2 separate regions of the Zea mays genome follow, and region 1 is linked to region 2. A link is a contact called in public Hi-C data. All regions are on one chromosome and are shown on one strand. The core of a region is the stretch at or near the end of the contact, and the rest is flanking DNA. Distances in the headings are between cores, read along the strand shown. Region 1 overlaps LOC103640480 (achilleol B synthase). Region 2 has its middle 120 kb from the start of LOC103640438.

Evidence for each region. Hi-C and Micro-C count contacts between places; a contact is called where the count stands out from the background.
Region 1: a Hi-C map of bundle sheath shows a contact between it and region 2, with 2.5 times the contacts expected there. The contact joins two enhancer-like sites. A contact is called at or near these places in 5 of 25 Hi-C or Micro-C datasets (bundle sheath, ear, leaf and 1 more).

The regions. Positions count from the first base shown.
Region 1 is chr1:164,006,493-164,009,892 of Zm-B73-REFERENCE-NAM-5.0, forward strand. It overlaps LOC103640480 (achilleol B synthase), which reads left to right. Exons shown (of 18, transcript XM_008663047.3): 7 at 3,102-3,290. Among protein-coding and RNA genes, the nearest start is that of LOC103640480, 25 kb to the left of the region's middle. Within about 2 kb of position 2,064, at least 16 of the 20 cell types and tissues checked have an H3K27ac peak or open chromatin away from gene starts, as enhancers often do. A contact at or near this core is called in bundle sheath, ear and leaf, where this site is marked.
Region 2 is chr1:163,827,744-163,831,618 of Zm-B73-REFERENCE-NAM-5.0, forward strand. No RefSeq gene overlaps it. Among protein-coding and RNA genes, the nearest start is that of LOC103640438, 120 kb to the left of the region's middle. Within about 2 kb of position 2,033, at least 18 of the 20 cell types and tissues checked have an H3K27ac peak or open chromatin away from gene starts, as enhancers often do. A contact at or near this core is called in bundle sheath, ear and leaf, where this site is marked.

The DNA.
Region 1 (3,400 bases), core at 814-3,313, 180 kb after region 2:
CTTAAGTACAATTTGAATACCAACTGCCATTTTGAATGCAACATAGCAAAAATAAATTATCCATCACGATGCATAAATTTTAAATTTATATTTATAATCCTTCATTTAATTGACTACTCAACTTATGGGTTATATGTCACATAGATAAAGGAGCACTCATAAAAAAAATAATCACATGCTTTATTTATTCTAAAATATGGGTCTTTTAAATCCTACCCCCTTAAAAAATCTTGTCCACGAGATTAAGATGAACTAGGGAATAGGTGGAGGAACTCTGCTAGCAATTCATCTTCTCATTCCCAGGTAGCTTCATCTTCTACGTGATGACTCCACTGCACCTTGCACATCTTGATCACTTTATTTCTTGTGACCCGAGTTAGGGTATCAATGATCTTGATATGATAACCTATATAGGTCAGATCACCCTGCACACTGAGTTCTTTCATAGGCAACTGTTCCTTTGGGACTCGGAGATACTTCTTCAACTTGGATACATGAAACACATCATTCACATCTTTCATGTGGTTGGGTAGCTCTAGCTGTTAGGCCACTTTCCCAACTCGCTTTAGGATTTTGAAGGATCAAATAAAGCGAGGGGACAACTTTCCTGTGACTTTAAATCTTCGCATACCCCTGATTGGTGACACTTTTCGGTATACGCTATCACCTTTCTCAAACTCCAATTATCTTCTTCGGGTGTCAGCATAAATTTTCTGCCTTGACTGTGTTGTCCTCATGTTCTCCCTAATTATTCGAACCCGGTCCTCTGCTTCTTGGATGATTTCTGACCCAAAGAACTGTCTTTCACTAGTCTGATCCCAATACAATGGGGTTCTACATTTCTCTCGTACAACGCCTCAAACGAGGACATCTTTAAACTGGCTTGATAACTATTATTATAGGAAAACCCCGCATAGGGTAAACTCTTGTCCCAGCTGCCAGCATGATTAAGAGCACAAGCTCTCAACATATCTTCCAACACCTGATTAGTCCTTTTGGTTTGACCATCTGTTTGGGGATGGTAGGCTGAGCTAAAGTTTAGCTTTGTGTCCATACTCTCGAGTATCTTCTGCTAGAACCGGGAGGTGAACTAGGATCCTCTATCTAAGACAATCTTCTTTGGATCGCCATGCAGATACACAATCCGTGACATATACAACTCTACCAATCAGGCTCCCGAATAAGTAGTCTTCACTTGAATAAAGTGGGCTACTTTGGTTAGCCTATCCACAATTACCCAAATTTTCAGCTACCCTAATTTTTGGGGTTTGGGTTCAGGACCAGGTAACCCGTTCTGCCCAATTTTAAACTACCAGCTTATCTGCTACTTTGCTTCACTATAGTTAGCTTGCATTCTTGCAGCAAACAATATACAATCACACACATCACTGATCATGACTCACGCACATCACTGACATCATTGAACATCTCACACACCACACTTCACTGATCTTTCACAGTTCAGACACACACGGTACTACGGTCTTACCGGTTACTAGTGCCTGGCAACACACGACAACAACAATATATGCATGTGCAGCACACAGCAATAGCAAGGTAGCACTGCAGTAGACGAATAATAGGAGCATCAACAACCAGGCATCAGCAAAGCAGCCGAGCAGGAGTGAGGGAAGAGAGGACTGGAGCCTAGAGGAGGCAGCACCGCACGGTCTACACTGCGATGGCCGGTGGCGTACTAGGACTGGAGGCAGAGGAGGCACCCAGTGGCCAGTACGTCAGACGGCTGGAGGCGAGGAGGAGACCAGACACTGGAGGCCGGACCGCCGGAGGGTCGCTACATGCCTACATCGGCCGCCAGAGACCAGAGGCGAGGAGCTCGGAGATTGAAGGCGAGGAGGCCGGCCTGGAGTCGAACGATGGCACTTGGTTTGGTGGTCGACGGCCGGCGGATACTGGCTAGGGTTCTGGGTTCATGTTCATGGCTAGGGTTCTGGGTTCATGTTCATGGCAATGGGGTTCATGTTCATGGCGGATACTGGCTAGGGTTCTGGGTTCATGTTCAAGGTAGCACACAGCTATCTCACTCCGACGGCCCGACGAGCGCTGGACCTGGCTTGGTCGTGGGCCTGTGGGCTGCGGCATACTGGGCTGTGGCGCTGTGTGCTGGTGGAGGTCTGCCAGTAAAAAAAAATTCAGGCCCAACATTTGGGTAGTTTGTATACAATAGAGTGATACCCGATTAGGCCCAAATTAAAATCAGATATTTTGTTAACCATAGGAATTATTCGAGTACCAGGCTTCGGATTAAACATGTATGGTCTCGGATATTTCAGGCTTCGGGATTTGGGCTTTGGTTTTATGCCTAGTGCTACTGCCACCGCCCCGTTGCCACCATGTTGCTACCCCTTGCCACCCTCGTCATCACCACTGGAGATGATATCGCTGACTCGCTGTGTCGCTCCACCGTCGGATAATATGTGGCCCAAATGCATGGTCTCTATTGGAAATTGGGATTTTTTTATGCCTTATGCAACACTATTTAGCGATGCAAACATCCTTTTGCCTCTCCTTTTTAGCTTATCCTGTTGGGGACTTGTTTGGTGTAAAAAAGATGTGGAAGGACTTGTTTAGTGTAAGAAAGATGTGGAAGGGTTAGAGGACAAAGTTATATGTACATCTCTAATCATTATCTCAAATTGTTCTTAAAAGTGACTCTAAATATTCAATTATCCCTTAAATTTTGAGGTCAAAATTTATTTGTTTATCATGAGTATAAATTCATATTTTATGAAAATGAATTTAATTTTTTGTGAAAGGAAAATACTAACATAGTGCTACCCATTAAATTAAAATTTTCCTTTGTTTAATTATTATACATCAAGTTTTGAGCTTAGAAATTTAGAGATAACTTCAAACCCTTTATTTATCAAAACTGTAGATTTGTGTTACCTTTATTAACATGGCAATGTCATAAGGTAATTAGGATGTATGGATGCATTCAATGTTTAATTACATGTGTTCTCTTACGTACTTATTCAGGACTTTAGCACTCATGCAGAAACAAAGCTTATAAGCGCCAAATAATGCCTAGAATTAAGAACATTAACCATGTACTAATTTCACTCTTGCCTTTTCATTAGGAGGATATGCGCAATAAACCTTCAGGAATATTCAAATTTATTTCAACATGTTTGAACATGTTTGTGGAGCCAGTGTTGAACTATTGGCCACTTAAAAAGTTAAGAGAGAGAGCTTTGAACCACATCCTAGAACATATCCACTATGAAGATGAGACTACTCAATATATTGGCATATGTTCAATTACGAAGGTATTGTCTACTGTCATCATTCTATCTTATTTTTTTGAAGTAATGCAACCAATCATATTTTTTTGTTATAAGACACAAAATGTGTCATCTGATCTATTTTATATGTATTA
Region 2 (3,875 bases), core at 783-3,282:
CCATATTTTTGGGAGAACAGACTAAATTCCATTCAACCAAATGGTATTTTTTCTGGTTATGGCCACCCTGCCATAATAACCTTTTCCTAAAGAAATTCATTTTTTCAGCACGACCTTGGGGCATTTGTACAAAGAGAGCATATACAAGGGGACATTGGTGAGGCTGCTGTTGATCAAAACTAATCGACCCCCCAAACTGAGAAACCGACCTTGCCAGGAGCCCAATTTGTTCTCAATTTTTCCAATTATGGGATCCCACAAAGATTTGCACAGCTTCTTGTTATCAATTGGAACCCCTAAATATTTCATAGGGAGACCACTGGGAGGACAAGTAAAGATGTCAGCATACAGATGTTCTTTGTTACAAGCATTTCCCAACCAAATAATTTCACTTTTATGAAAATTAATCTTAAGGCCAGACATCTGTTCAAAGATACAAAGAATAAACTTCAGGTTTCTAGCATTTTCCAGATCATCTTGAAACAGAAAAATAGTGTCATCGGCATATTGTAAACAACAGCAGCCACCAGAAATAATATGTGGAATGAGACCTTTGATAATACCTTCATCTTTAGCTTTTTGAATCAGGCAAGCAAGACCATCAGCAGCCACATTAAAAAGGAGTGGGGAAAAAGGATCACCTTGGCGCACACCCTTATGAGTTTTAAAGTAGGGTCCTACCACATCATTAGTTCGGATAGCAACTTTACCACCTTTCACAGTCTTCAAAACCCAATCACTCCACTTATCGCCAAAGCCTTTCTTAATCATCATATTATGAAGAAAATTCCAATTAACCTTGTCGTAAGCTTTTTCAGAATCAACTTTGAAAATCACCCCACTTTGTTTCCTCCGTTTTACTTCATGAACAATCTCATGAAGAGAAAGGACACCATCCATGATATATCTCCCTTTGATAAATCCATACTGAAGGTCACTAATCACAGAGGTAATGCAGCGAGCCAATCTATTAGTCAGAACTTTGGTAATAATTTTGTAACAGACATTAAGCAAACAAATAGGACGAAAGGCTTTAATATCAGTCGCATCAGGGACTTTTGGGATAAGGGTGACTATCCCAAAATTAAGTCTCTCAATGTTGAGAGAACCATCATGAAAGGATTTAAAGAGATTAAACAAATCACCTTTGATGACTTCCCAGAACTCCTGATAAAATTCAGAAGGGAAACCATCGGGACCCGGAGCACTGTTGTGTTTCAGGGCAAACACCACATCTTTGATCTCTTCCAAGGAAAAAGGACTGATAAGAAACCCCCAAAAATCATATAAAGCAATAGCAGGTACTACCCAAAAATTCAGTGGTAAACAAGGTATAAAGATACCCCAACTAAGGTAACCTATTGGGTCCCATCAAAATTAACCTATGCAGATCATTATGATTAATAAGAACATGATTGGGTAAAAAGAAGTGATCAAGGGCACAACTTGCCTTCAACAAGCTCCTGCTCAGCAGTCTCCACCTGCTGAACCCCGGGATCCTCTGTAGATGGCTCGTCTACTCGCAACAGTACAAACAAACATGGTATAGCAGAAATTAACATCACACCAAAGAACAAAACAAAATGCATGTTAATATTCTACGCATCGTAATGAGATCGTAGGAACAAGAATCACTAAATTCGGAGTTATGGTTATCCAGTTATGAATTTCTGAAGCTATTTAGTACCTAGAATAAAGTAATTTGAGTGAATAATTTCAGTTCAAATTTCATGGCTAAAAAGAGCTACTATGTAATGAACAATATTAAAACGGAGTTATAATGAATTAAATATGAATTATACAAGTTTCTGAAATTAATTTTTACTATAATTAATTATCTAATCCATCTACACCTAGGTTGTGCGCAATAATAATCAAAAGTCTAGGGGCTAACTCGTGAAATTTCCCAAACTCAATCCTGCGATGGACTACGGGTTAATTACACATAAGTCCAGGGTCTCTTTAGTAAGGTGGCTGGCCGAAGGGGTATCCGGAGACTCCGTCCATTGGATTAGAATTGGATGGCTGCGAATCACGTTAGGCACCGAGTGTCAATCTAACCGTAGGATCCAGACGCGACTGCCCAGATTCTAAATACCCAGATTCATCTCGATCCGTCCGATCTGTCATCGATGCACCAGATGCAATCCACCCTGAAGCGCTTCTAGAATATGGTATAGGTCGTTCTCCCAAAACTGACGGCTCTGATTATCTCTTCCCCGATCGAGTGACCAGGAACGACGGCGCGCTCCACGCCACGAGGAGAACTCCGGCGAGGTCTGCTAGCTAAAGCGCGGCTACTCAAAATCGAGCGCAGACAGGTGCTACACGAAGACTAGGAGGAGGCGATTTAAGCGAGGCGGACATACCGGTGAATCGTGATGCCCGAACCCCTTGCCCACGGCACGACATGGAAACAGGGTGACGGCCCTCCTCCGGCGAGCAATTGAGGAAGGAACGGCTGGTTTCCGCTCTCTCGAAGTGATCGCGCACAAGAAGCACAATAAGGCGAATCTCCTAGGTAGTACTCCAAGGTCACGACTATGGTGTAGCACGCGGACGACGGTGGCGGCGGTGCTTTCACCTCCCTGGATACGGCTCTGGCGGCGGTGTTCTGATTTCGGGTGTTCGAGTCCACGCAAGAGGGTAGCAGAGGGGAAGAATGGGTTCCAATTTATTTCCTAGGGTCTCGATTCGGGAAAAGGAGGAGGTCGCCAACTATCCCGACGATGACGGCGAACTCAGCGCCGTTCGTTGCGGAGGAGAAGAGAGGGCTCACGCATGGGCCCCACCAGACAGTCAGGGAATCAGCCACAACGCGCGCGGAGGCGAGGACAGTCACTTGCGAGTGGGCCCGCTGCGCCAGAGACACCACCGCGCGGGCGACACATGGGCTTGGTGCGGTGCAACTAGGCCGACTTGCAGGTTTGGGCCCACGTGGTGCTTTCCCTTTTCTTTTTATTTTCCATTTTTCTTTTCTTCCCTTCCAAATTCAAAACTTGAATTCCAATTTAAATTCAAATTTCTGTGGCAAATTTGCCTTCACATTAAATGTTTGTTTTGAATATAGTATGGGATACATTTATTTATTTACAAATTTATCTTGTTTTCTATAGTATTTTTCTCTTTTCTCTTCTACATATTATTTCCAATTTCCTAAATTGTGCCTTTGGGGTAAATCTAAATTCTCAAATCACTATCATATTTTCTTAGTGTCACTATTGTTATTATTCAATGCACAAACAAAACTCCAATATGACGCATGGATTTTCTTTTTTTGTGTTTTAGTAAAGAATTATTCTCTTTTAATTATGCTTAGCCACATGCCTCAAGAAGTAGATGGCAAATCATATAAGGAGATCAACTCTTTTATAAATTTTATAATTTGGGTAGTACATAAACTTACCATTTGGAACATTAATTTCATCAGCAGGCATACCAGCATAAAGTTAAAGTTGTAGCAATAGCATAGCTACTCGATTAAATCATAATCTCAGGTTAAACAAGGAATAGGGTTGGAAAGGTTAGGGGTATCTAAATAGGTAACCCATCAAATTATGCACAGAATAAATATAAACTTAGTTATCATGTATTGATTAGGATCAAAAAAATGTACAGGGAGAAGACCACTTGCCTTGCTTATATAATACTTGAGGCTCTTCCACGAAATAGATCTTGATTCTCAACTAATGGATCAATCTCTAAACATCACACAAACAAACAGAAAGAAACAAACACTGCTCAATAACATACAACATTCACCATAGACCAAACTAAAAGAGAGCATAACGAAAAGAACATTTGCTTTTCAAAAACATCACATGCAATGGTTATAACAAAAAGATGCACTTTTGAAAAAGGTTTGGTTTATATTT